2 separate regions of the Zea mays genome follow, and region 2 is linked to region 1. Evidence: chromatin contacts called from public Hi-C data. All regions are on one chromosome and are shown on one strand. Each heading gives the region's core, a stretch centred on a gene start, on an enhancer-like site or on the middle of the called end of the contact. The rest is flanking DNA. Distances are from core to core; before and after follow the strand shown. Region 1 holds the start of LOC100217184 (Gamma carbonic anhydrase 1 mitochondrial). Region 2 overlaps LOC100382453.

Region 1 (5,967 bases), core at 3,340-5,839:
AGTCGAAGGTTTGGATTTCGGTGAAACCTATGCACCCGTAGCTAGGCTTGAGTCAATTCGCATTTTACTTGCCTATGCTACTTACCATGGCTTCAAGCTTTACCAAATGGACGTGAAGAGTGCCTTCCTCAATGGACCAATCAAGGAGGAGGTCTATGTTGAGCAACCTCCTGGCTTTGAAGATAGTGAGTACCCTAATCACGTCTATAAACTCTCTAAGGCACTTTATGGGCTCAAGCAAGCCCCAAGAGCATGGTATGAATGCCTAAGAGATTTTCTTATCGCTAATGGCTTCAAAGTCAGAAAAGCCGATCCTACTCTATTCACTAAAACTATTGCAAATGATTTGTTTGTATGCCAAATTTACGTTGATGATATCATATTTGGGTCTACTAACAAATCTACTTGTGAAGAATTTAGTAGGATTATGATTCAAAAATTCGAGATGTCTATGATGGGGGAGTTGAAGTATTTTCTAGGCTTTCAAGTCAAGCAACTTCAAGAGGGCACCTTCATCAGCCAAACAAAGTACATTCAAGACATTCTCACCAAGTTTGGAATGAAGGATGCCAAGCCCATCAAGACACCCATGGGAACTAATGGGCATCTCGACCTCGACACGGGAGGTAAATCCGTAGATCAAAAGGTATACCGGTCGATGATAAGATCTTTACTCTATTTATGTGCATCTCGACCGGATATTATGCTTTCCGTATGCATGTGTGCAAGATTCCAAGCCGATCCTAAGGAAGTTCACCTTAGGGCCGTAAAACAAATCTTGAGATATTTAGTTTACACTCCTAAGTTTGGCCTTTGGTACCCCAGGGGATCCACTTTTGATTTAATTGGTTATTCCGATGCTGATTGGGCAGGGTGTAAGATTGATAGAAAGAGCACATCAGGGACTTGCCAGTTCTTGGGAAGATCTCTGGTGTCTTGGGCTTCCAAGAAACAAAATTTTGTAGCTCTTTCTACCGCCGAAGCCGAGTATATTGCCGCAGGCCATTGTTGCGCGCAATTGCTTTGGATGAGGCAAACCCTTAGGGACTATGGTTACAAATTAACCAAAGTTCCTCTCCTATGTGATAATGAGAGTGCAATCCACATGGCAGATAATCCCGTTGAGCACAGCCGCACTAAATACATAGCCATTCGGTATCACTTTTTGAGGGATCACCAACAACGGGCGGATATCAAGATTGCTTATATTAACACCAAAGAACAATTAGCCGATATCTTTACCAAGCCACTAGATGAGAAAACATTTACCAAACTTAGACATGAGCTAAACATTCTTGATTCTAGGAATTTTGATTGATATTTTGCACACATAGCTCATTTATATACCTTTGATCATATCTCTTTCATGTGCTATGACTAATGTGTTTTCAAGTGCATATTATGCTAAGTCATAGATTGAAAGGGAAATGGAGTCCTCGACAAAGACAAAAGGCTTCCACTCCACTCCATCGAATTATTCATCCTTCGTCGTCGCTCCACAACGCTCTCCAATTTGGTATAATCTTCACTCCTATATTATTTACCAAAGGGGGAGAAAGTTTGAAAGGGCTTATATTTCACTCACAAGTATCCGTTTTTGGCGATTCATGCCAAAGGGGGAGAAAGTATTAGCCCAAAGCAAAAGGACTGCACCACCACCAATTTCAAAAATGTTGTCTTTCAAATTTGTGCTAAGAAAAGATTTTTCAATTGGTATCTTATTTTTGATATAATTTTAATTGGTATACCCTCTTCAAAATTAATATCTAAAACCATCTTGAACACTAAGAGGAGGATTTCATTAAGGGGGAGTTTTGTTTAGTCAAAGGAAAAGCATTTGAAACCGGGAGAGAAAATTTCATATCTTGAAAATTTTTCTCAAAATCTTATTCATATACCTTTGACTATTTGCAAAAAACTTTGAAAAGAATTTCCAAAACATTTGCAAAACAAAACAAGTGGTGCAAGCGTGGTCCAAAATTTTAATAAGAAGAAAGCTATCCATGCATATCTAGTAGAATTAATTATTGGTTTCATTCCAAGCAACCTTTGTACTTACCTTATGCAAACTAGTTCAATTCTGCACTTTTATATTTGCTTTGGTTTGTGTTGGCATCAATCACCAAAAAGGGGGAGATTGAAAGGGAAATAGGCTTACACCTTTTCCTATATGAATTTTGGTGGTTGAATTGCCCAACACAAAAAAATTGGACTAACTAGTTTGCTCTAGATTATAAGTTTTATAGGTGCCAAAGGTTCACAACAAACCAATAAAAAGACCAAGAAAGGGTTCAAATAAAAAGAGCAAAAGACAACCCAAAGGCAGCCGTGGTCTGGCGCACCGGACTGTCCGGTGCACCACCGAACAGTGTCCGGTGCACCAGGGAATTCCAGTCTGAACTTGTCACCTTCGGGAATTCTAGGAGTCGCTCCGCTATAATTCACCGGACTGTCCGGTGTAGCACCGGACTGTCCGGTGTGCCAGCGGAGTAACGGCTACACAGCGCCAACGGTCGTCTGCAACGGTACAGTAAAAGTGAACAGTACGTGCCTGCGCGCGCAGAAGTCAGAGCAGCGCCAGAAGGCGCACCGGACAGTGAATAGTGCCTGTCCGGTGGCCAAGAAGTCAGAAGCTCCAACGGTCGAACCCTAACGGTCGGGTGACGTGGCTGGCATACCAGACAGTGTCCGATGGCGCACCGGACTGTCCGGTGCACCATACGACAGCAGCCTCCACCAATAGTCAACTTGGTGGTTGGGGCTATAAATACCCCCAACCACCACACTTCAATGCATCCAAGTTTTCAACCATCAAACCTCATACAAGAGCTCTAGACTTCATTCCAAGACACAAACAAAGAGATCAAATCCTCTCCCAAGTCCAAAGATCATTCCAATTAAATAGTGACTAGCGAGAGAGACAATTGTGTTCATTTGAGTTCTTGCGCTTGGATTGCTTTTCTTCTTCCTTCTTTCTTGTGTTCAACTCACTTGTAATCAAAACAAGAGACACCAAGTTGTGGTGGTCCTTGTAGTGGACTTAGTGTCCCATTTGATTGAAGAGAAAGGCTCACTCGGTCTAGGTGACCGTTTGAGAGAGGGAAAGGGTTGAAAGAGACTCGGTCTTTGTGACCACCTCAACGGAGAGTAGGTTTGCAAGAACCGAACCTCGGTAAAACAAATCATCGTGTCATCCGCTTTCATTTGCTTGTGATTTGTTTTCACCCTCTCCTTTGGACTCGTTTATATTTCTAACGCTAACCCCGGCTTGTAGTGTGTGTTTAAGTTTATAAAATTCAGATTTGCCTATTCACCCCCCCTCTAAGCGACTTTCACAGGGGTTGGACGAGATGGAACCGTGAGACGGAGGCGCTCGTCTCCTAGACCCACGTGGGGTCGGGAGTTGGGTGGACGAAGGAACATTTGTTGTTGGTGCCTGAGGCTAGGTTCAGACGAGGCATGGTCGGCCTTGTGGAGTATATACAATATTCAATCGTTTGAACACTCGTCGCCTCTCGTTGATTCCGTGCCACGTCATACCTGTGGTATTCGCCCTCAACAATAAGTCATGACTAATTTGCGAAACAAATATATTGAGTTTAACTAATCCATGATTTGACCATATTTTGCTACGGTAAAATGCACTAATCATAGATTAATTAGACTCAATAGATTTGTCTCGCGAATTAGCCATGACTTATACAATTAGTTCTATAATGTAGTGCATGTTTATCCTTCCTAATGGCATCAAAAACCTGTACTAAACTTTAGGCTCTGTTCTAAACCTCTAGAGCTAATTGTTAGTCAACTAATAAGTTGTTAGCCGGGTTTGAACAATTAACAACTAATAACTATTCGATAGGTATAGACAAGCTAGTTTATTTGTTGTACCGTTCTAAATCTTTTAGCTAATTTTAGCTGCTAACTCTTAGTTTTAGAGATTTAGAACCCTTAATCTAGAGGATCTAAACATCTCCTTGTTTAGTTACAAGTGGATTGAAGCGAAAGGACCTCTAGCGTAATGGTTAAAACTTCCGAGTAGCACCTCCAGGTCTCGATTTCGATCACCCTCGGGGACGATTTTTTGACTTGGTTTAAAAATCTCCTCATTGTGCATCACTCGCTTTCGGTTTACGTCTCTGCGCGCCACCTTTCGGCTGGGCCGTTGTAGAGTGGGCGGTGACAACCCGCTAGCGATGGGGATCAGGGTTCAGGGATTTTCTCGGTCCGGATCATGTTCCGGTCTTTCTTAATAATCGGGATGACGGTCTTTCCCTCCCTTGTCTAACAAAATGACTGGTCAAAATGAATAGAAAGAGATTAGTATATAAATAATATAATCTATAGTACAAATTTTCTATTTTAAACTTTATTATATAAATAATGTAATCCATAGTATGATTTTTTTATTTTACATCCCATGCTACCGAACAAGGTTTTTTTTTAAGTTTTGATATTTCGGGGAAAACAAAAAAACCTAATGTAGGGGGTTCGTGGTTTTTTTTCAACGTCACACATTTCTGAATTCACTTTCTGCAGAGGGGGCAAAAGGGTAAAGTTCTTCTACCACCGAGCGAACCCCAGCACACCAGGTCCAGTGCCCAGCCTCCGTCCCTCTCCTTCCCTTACCTCGCCTCGTCTCCTCTCCTTGAGATCTCCAGGGTACGAGCGCATTCGCGATTTTGGCCGCCTCCGCCGCCGTCCGGGGAGATGGCGGGTCTGGGAAAGGCGATGTACGCGGTGGGGTTCTGGATCCGGGAGACTGGCCAGGCCCTCGACCGCCTGGGCTGCCGCCTGCAGGGCAAGTACTTCTTCCACGAGCAGAGTAAGTAACGCCGCGCTCCGGCACACCCTGTCCTCCTCTAAAATCACCCTCCCGTGTCCATCGATTAGCGGAGCACTGCGGGCGTAGAGGGGATTCGAGCGGCCGAAAGGATTGAGCGAATGGGGATTGCTGGGTAGGGTTAGTAGCGGTTAGGGAAATGTTATGTTTATGCGTCCGGCCCGTAAGTCCCCTATTCAAGAAGGGTAGCCTGGTTCACTCGAGTATTGTCTACAGTTTTGTGTTGTTAGCTTATTGCGCACTGATTTGAGCTGAAATGGACCTGCTCTTTTGTTCATTTTTTCACTGGTGTTGCACTGAGGCTGATGGTATTAAGTGTAAAAGAATTGATAAGATTGATGATTGAGTATGCCAACGATACCTTTACGAATTGTGGATCATTCTTTGGTAGCATTGGGTTTTGTAAGGTGGTGTGAAATTTGTAGGCCTAGAAGTACGCAGGATGTCAAATTGCTTTGTTGATCATTTCAGTGATGATATTAAGTTGAGTATCTATAGTACTATCCCTTGTTTGTGTATACCAGACAAGTTTGAAACTGGACAGAAAGTCTCTCTCCAAAATGTGAATATAGTACTATTACTCCCTCTATGGACTATGGGGTTTTATCAGGTCTTGTCAAAGTCTTTCTGTGTCAGAGAATGCGAATTGACCTGATTGTCTCCATTTAGACCTGTTTCTACGTAAGTAGATGTAGATCTGGTTCAGTGGCAGCATGGGAATGTTTATTTCATGAGTTGCTGGGACTTCAATAATAGATTTTCAAGAATACTCATCTCAAACTTATTCTTTTGGGAATCATTCAAGTGGAATTAAACCTTTTTAGGTTCTGTTAGTTTTCTGTTTTCTTCTTATTTTTCTACCTAATCTTGTATGTGCATGTTAGCTTCTTTGCACAGGAAAATACATTGTTAAACCAGATGATTTTGAGCAGTCTGCCATCTAGCTGGACCCTTGGAACCTCTCTTCAGCTATAACTCTTGTTGTAGAACCTATGATTTGAATCTAGGATGTTAGGGGCAGAACGATGCACATTCTCACCCCAGTAACCATGGAGCATGGTTGTCTTATTTCCTTCGTAGGAAATTCATCCACAAAAAATTTAAAGTCATACATTTTACCCCCT
Region 2 (5,284 bases), core at 2,679-5,178, 870 kb after region 1:
GCGGGCGTCCACGGTGGGCGCGAACATCAGCGCGCCTAAGGAAGGCATGGCTAAGGAAAGTGGCTAGATTGATGGCTAAATTGATAGGCCTTAATAGTAGGGGGGGTTGGTTACCAGATAAGTTAATTGCCTAATTAGTTGTTGCCTAGTTGGTCGGATTGATTTCCAAATAAGTTAGTTGCCTAATTAGCTGTTGCCTAGTTGGTCAGGCCAGTGGCCTATTTATATTGGAATCGTGAGACAATGAGGAATAAGAAAAGTATCACCTCTAATCTCCTATCTCCCTGCATTCTCTAAGCTTGTGGCTGAGGAACACCTCGCCGGAGAAGACACAACGGCTACGAACTATGTAGCCACGGTCCAGCCGCTCGAGGGCTCAACGCCCTTGACAGGCTGGGGACGTCGGCGGTGGGGGGGGGAGGGTGAGCGGCGGTGGGGCATCGGTGGCGGCTGCTAGTGCAGCGACTAGGTAGGGAGGGAGGGGGGAGAGAAGAAAAACTAACCTAGCTCTACCATGTAGGAAACCCTAACCCTGTCTTAGGGATGGGTGATGTATTAATAGACTTGAGTTAACTAGGCCTGGCCCATTACATAGGGGTGAGAGAGTAATTACACGGGGAGAACCCCAAACCCTAAACGAGATTCTAACACTAGGGAACGGAGAGGGAGGGGGAAAGAAGATTGATACCTTGTTAAATTGGAAACCCTAACCCTTATGTGTATTATTAGATCTGGGCTGGGCCTAAAGTCCTAAACCCATTACAGTTAAGACACACACATGTCTAACAGAGATAAATGATTATGTTCTCAGTTGCCTAGTTGGAACAATGAACTGCATGCATTGTGTTACCCTTGCTTCTGCTGCAAACTTCACATGTATGATTGTATTAGTTATAGAAAATAGTTTGCACTGTTTTTGGCTAATGCAGTACTACTTATATGCCCCATGTATTTATGTAAGCCAGTTTACACTCATCTCCAAAAAGAATTAAATATTTTTTTGTGACATTCTGACTGGGTTATTTGCTGAATCAGTACCACTCCAGTCGTTAGATGATGAAGGAGATATTGATGAAGAGTTCAGCAAGCTTGAAGCAGAATTGCAGGATGACGTCCCTCATATTCATGTTCAAGAACCAATGGCACCTTCCAACGAGGAATCACCTGATGAAGTGGTTGAATCATTGAGCCATAACATGTCAAGAATTAGACTGGAGCCCATCTAAATGCTCCATTTTACGTTTAATCAATTTGACCTGTACATAGTGTGATCTAGTCAAATCATCTAGTCCCAACAATGTGTCTTATGTTTCTTGTTACACCATCCTTATAAAAGGGCAATTCTGTTGCAGATATTCCTCAATGTTGCCTGCTGTTTTATTGAGCCTCCATGGTTCACCTCCTACATTTTTTTTGAAACGGTGGTTTCAATACCCTAAAAACTTAGTTCATATACTGTTTGATGCATATCGTTTAGTGACTGGCATTTTACTTTATTTTCTCGATTTCAGCGCTTATGCTGTCCATAAATTTAGTTATTTTCAGTGCACTGAATCTGTGGTTCATATTTGTATATGGCATCTATTGGAGAAATTGAAGAACACATCTTATCATAGGAGAATCTTGTGTAAATGGTATAGGGTTTTTTAGGAATCAATGAAATGTATCACTCTTTGTGATGTTGATTTGTATTGTGGCAGGTTTTAAGTTCATCCTTTCATAAAGTTGACTTCCTACAAAAATGAACTGTCTTTGTTGAACTGTGACCCGTTCTTATCATTGCTACCTCAATGGTGATGGAAAAGGGAGAAGAATGGATGGATCATCTGCAGGTGCCTCTCATTAAGTATTGGCAACATAAGTGATTTGTCTGAGATCTATTCTATCTTCATGATGATGCTGGCCTTTCCGGACCAGTCTTTCTCCATATGAGAGAGGTCAGCAATCCTTAATCCAGAAGCATGAATAATCTATTTAGGCCTTGTTCGGTTATTCCCAATACACATGGATTGGATGGGATTGGAAAAAATTCTTAAGAAGTTTGACTTGTTTGGGATTCAAACCCATCCAATCCCACTCAATCCACATGGATTGAGAGCTAACCGAACAAGCCCTTAATTGGTGAGTCCATCGGGCTTCCAAGTTAAGAAATCTTCTTTAAGCTATTACAAAGCCTTTTCATTTATATAGATGTCGCTTACCACTTACATATAATGCTAGTGCTAATAGTTTATCCGTCTTAAAATAAGAGCATAAAGCCTGAAACTGACTCATGCTTATCTGAGCCCCTTTTGCTGGATGAAAAGAAAGCAGCACATGCAAACAATTGTGCTGGGCCATACCTTATTAATTAGATAATTTGGCTAGCTACCGTATACTTGCCTTAACCTAATATCACACCAGGAGGTTATGGTAGGCAGTAATAGGGTTCTTAGAAGTTAGAACTGTTTAAGCCCCATCTTTACAGCTTCTGGCCAGTGTTTATGGTTAGCTGCTAGATTATTCTTTATTGAAAGAGGCAAATTTCTGCTGGTGTCAGCTTGATTTGTATTCAAATTCGAACCATCATTTGGGTGGAGTATCTGACAAAAAGTTAACATAGTCTATGTAGCTTTTAAATGTTAAACAAAATACCATGCTTCAACAAATTCTAATTATCTATTGTCAACCGACGTGCAACTATTATTTTATATTCTTTTAGGCAAACTAATATTTAATTCAAGTCAAAACTATCAGGTGTCCATAGTTTGAAATGTCATCGGTCATGACATCAACATGTAGGGCAGGGCAGATACAGCTATTCAACTAAATGTAGGCAGTTCCCAAAGAAATTAGGGTATATGCAATATGAGTGCTTATTTTGACGTGGTAGAGAACATATTTTTATTTGATATACTTCGTTGGACCCTTGGTTACAAACTGAGTTGTTACTATAATTTCTGTGGTGCAAACTGAAGAATACCTGCATTAAGGGGTACCTTGTTTTTATACACAATAGTTAATGCTCTTTCGTCAATTTTAGTCCCTAGAATCAAACATGATATTCTTAAAGATCTGGCATATAAGGGGTGGACCCTCATGCTATACGGAGGTCAGCTTTTGTGACCTTTCTCGGTCAGGGCTCCGATTGAGCTTCTTAATATAATACCCGTGGGGGCGGTCTGTCTGTTAGACTATCTCTAGCAGTTTAACCATCCTATCTCCCATTTCACCTCCTATTTCAAACCCCATTCTATGAACAGTGCATTCTGCAGTGCAAAACAATGTTTTGGATGACTATACGGTACGTGTTACTGGCTGAGTTTTTAAAGAGTAAAGTTTAATACCTAAAGTTTAGAAAGGTGACTAGAGGAACCAAATAGGGCCTAACTGTGCAACTTGATTGTGGTTGTTGAGTCCATCATAGTACAACTCCAGGTATTGCTGGAATAATATCTATAATAAAGACAATGGAGTTGTCTTATCATGTGCATGTTTATTTCTGTCTACCACCACATGAGATGTTTTTATTGCTGGACCCACTTCAGTCCTTGAATATATGTACATCAGTGTTTCCTTTCTTAGATATCGTTGTCTGTTATTTTCCTTACTGTAGTTGATCAGGGCATGGATAGGTGCTGACTGCTGACCAAAAGAACAAGTCGGGATGGAGTAGTAAAATATCTGTTATACAAAAGCAGAGGAGGAAAAGAAAAGATAGGCGTAGGATAAGCTGGCAAGGCACATAGCATTTCCTCGATTTGAGGGGATCAAGATCCATCAATGGACGATCTGAAGATAGGCCTGAAAACTGACGACAACACCTAGTCCTGAATGATAAGACCTGAATTATTGGAGGGGACTTTGCTTGTGCTTTCTCCACATGCATAGATGCATGAATGTATCAGATGCCTGTCCACACCAGTCTTCAAAGTTATGTCACATCACGAATAAAATAGGTAGGGAAAAGCAATCCTGTACCTCCATCAAGTGATACAATAATGTTAGATACCATAACTAGCTTATCCTCTTACACAGTTTACTGTAGAGTGATTTGTGTGCAATGGAAAACATAAGATTAAAATGCCAGGGCAGATGACTAGTACTAGCAGTACACCGTGATGCATGCTTTCTTTTTCTAGGCCAAAGATGTACGTACTTTAAGACTTTATCAAGTCCAGCATTTCAGATTAAAATTTAGCCCCACCTTTTCATTTTTGCATTGTACTTGCTGCATGCTGGGCCCTGAACTTATTTTAGTATTGTTGAGTATAATATGCGATTTATATTATGACTAATAGTTTAATGTTTGTTTCCTGATGGGCTAACAAAGGTTACACTTTAAGAATTGAAGTCAACATGATGACGCTAACATGTAATCAAAAGTAGGTAAAATATATTCACGATTGAGATTTTTTTTGCACGCTCCCCAGAAACTCCTTTTTTTAAGACATCTCTCCTGTAGCTTGTGTTCAAATTAAGACTACACACTTTTTAAAGTAGTACTCTGATTGACCAGAATATGGATTACATCTTCTATTCTTATTTTTTTTGTGGCAAACTAAGCAGTCTAGAACATAACTTCGGCTAAATTATATTGACTATACAGATCATCTATGTGAATTAATTCATTTCTGCTCCTTGATGTTCAAAAGATATTTAAGTATGGTGTCATTACTGGAAATTTTCAAAACTTTCATATTACTGCTTTTCTGGCCCTATGCATACATCTGCAGAATAATGTGGTTGCATATTTGCTTAAGGATGCAGCTCTGAACAGTTATTAGCTCATTATTATTTGTGAAGAGATAGAGTTAAAGCAGAGCCACACAGATATCTTTGTGCATATGATCACTTAAGGTCTGGGAAAATAAGATATATTGACTCAAGAAAACTTCAGTGAAGCAACAAAAAAAAAAAACACCTGAAAACGGCATCGCTGCCAAGAAATGTTACTTGTAACAAGGTTCCATCTACATTTTACACAAAACTTTGGAGCATCTTAGCTCGCTAAGCTAGACATCCCGCCACCAAATCCATCTTGATTGATTGGACCTTTTTCAAGTGATAGATCTGCTTCGTGAATCATGAAACTCGTTAAGCTCTTCCATGATGAGTTGGTGCTGATATTCACACCTGCAGCTTGTTAGTCGAGACCTGAAAATCATCAGCCATGTTATCTATTAGGATAATAACGCTCTGCCAAGTTCCATGATTTGTGTCAAGTTTAGCTCGAGTCAGGTTACACACTGGCACTTGCTGACCGTTTTTATGTTTCAGCCTCATTTCTCCCTATAGTATTAGT

What was found. Hi-C and Micro-C count contacts between places; a contact is called where the count stands out from the background.
Region 2: a Hi-C map of tassel shows a contact between it and region 1, with 4 times the contacts expected there. The contact joins the enhancer-like site here to the promoter of LOC100217184 in region 1. A contact is called at or near these places in 2 of 25 Hi-C or Micro-C datasets (ear and tassel).

What each region holds. Positions count from the first base shown.
Region 1 is chr3:48,363,373-48,369,339 of Zm-B73-REFERENCE-NAM-5.0, forward strand. It overlaps LOC100217184 (Gamma carbonic anhydrase 1 mitochondrial), which reads left to right and starts at 4,590. Exons shown (of 4, transcript NM_001143544.1): 1 at 4,590-4,825. The coding sequence starts at 4,711.
Region 2 is chr3:49,230,738-49,236,021 of Zm-B73-REFERENCE-NAM-5.0, forward strand. It overlaps LOC100382453, which reads right to left. Exons shown (of 3, transcript NM_001175194.1): 3 at 4,837-5,284. It overlaps LOC100274253, which reads left to right. Exons shown (of 8, transcript NM_001148619.1): 8 at 1,036-1,450. The coding sequence ends at 1,226. Among protein-coding and RNA genes, the nearest start is that of LOC100382453, 5.2 kb to the right of the region's middle. Within about 2 kb of position 3,929, at least 10 of the 20 cell types and tissues checked have an H3K27ac peak or open chromatin away from gene starts, as enhancers often do. A contact at or near this core is called in ear and tassel, where this site is marked.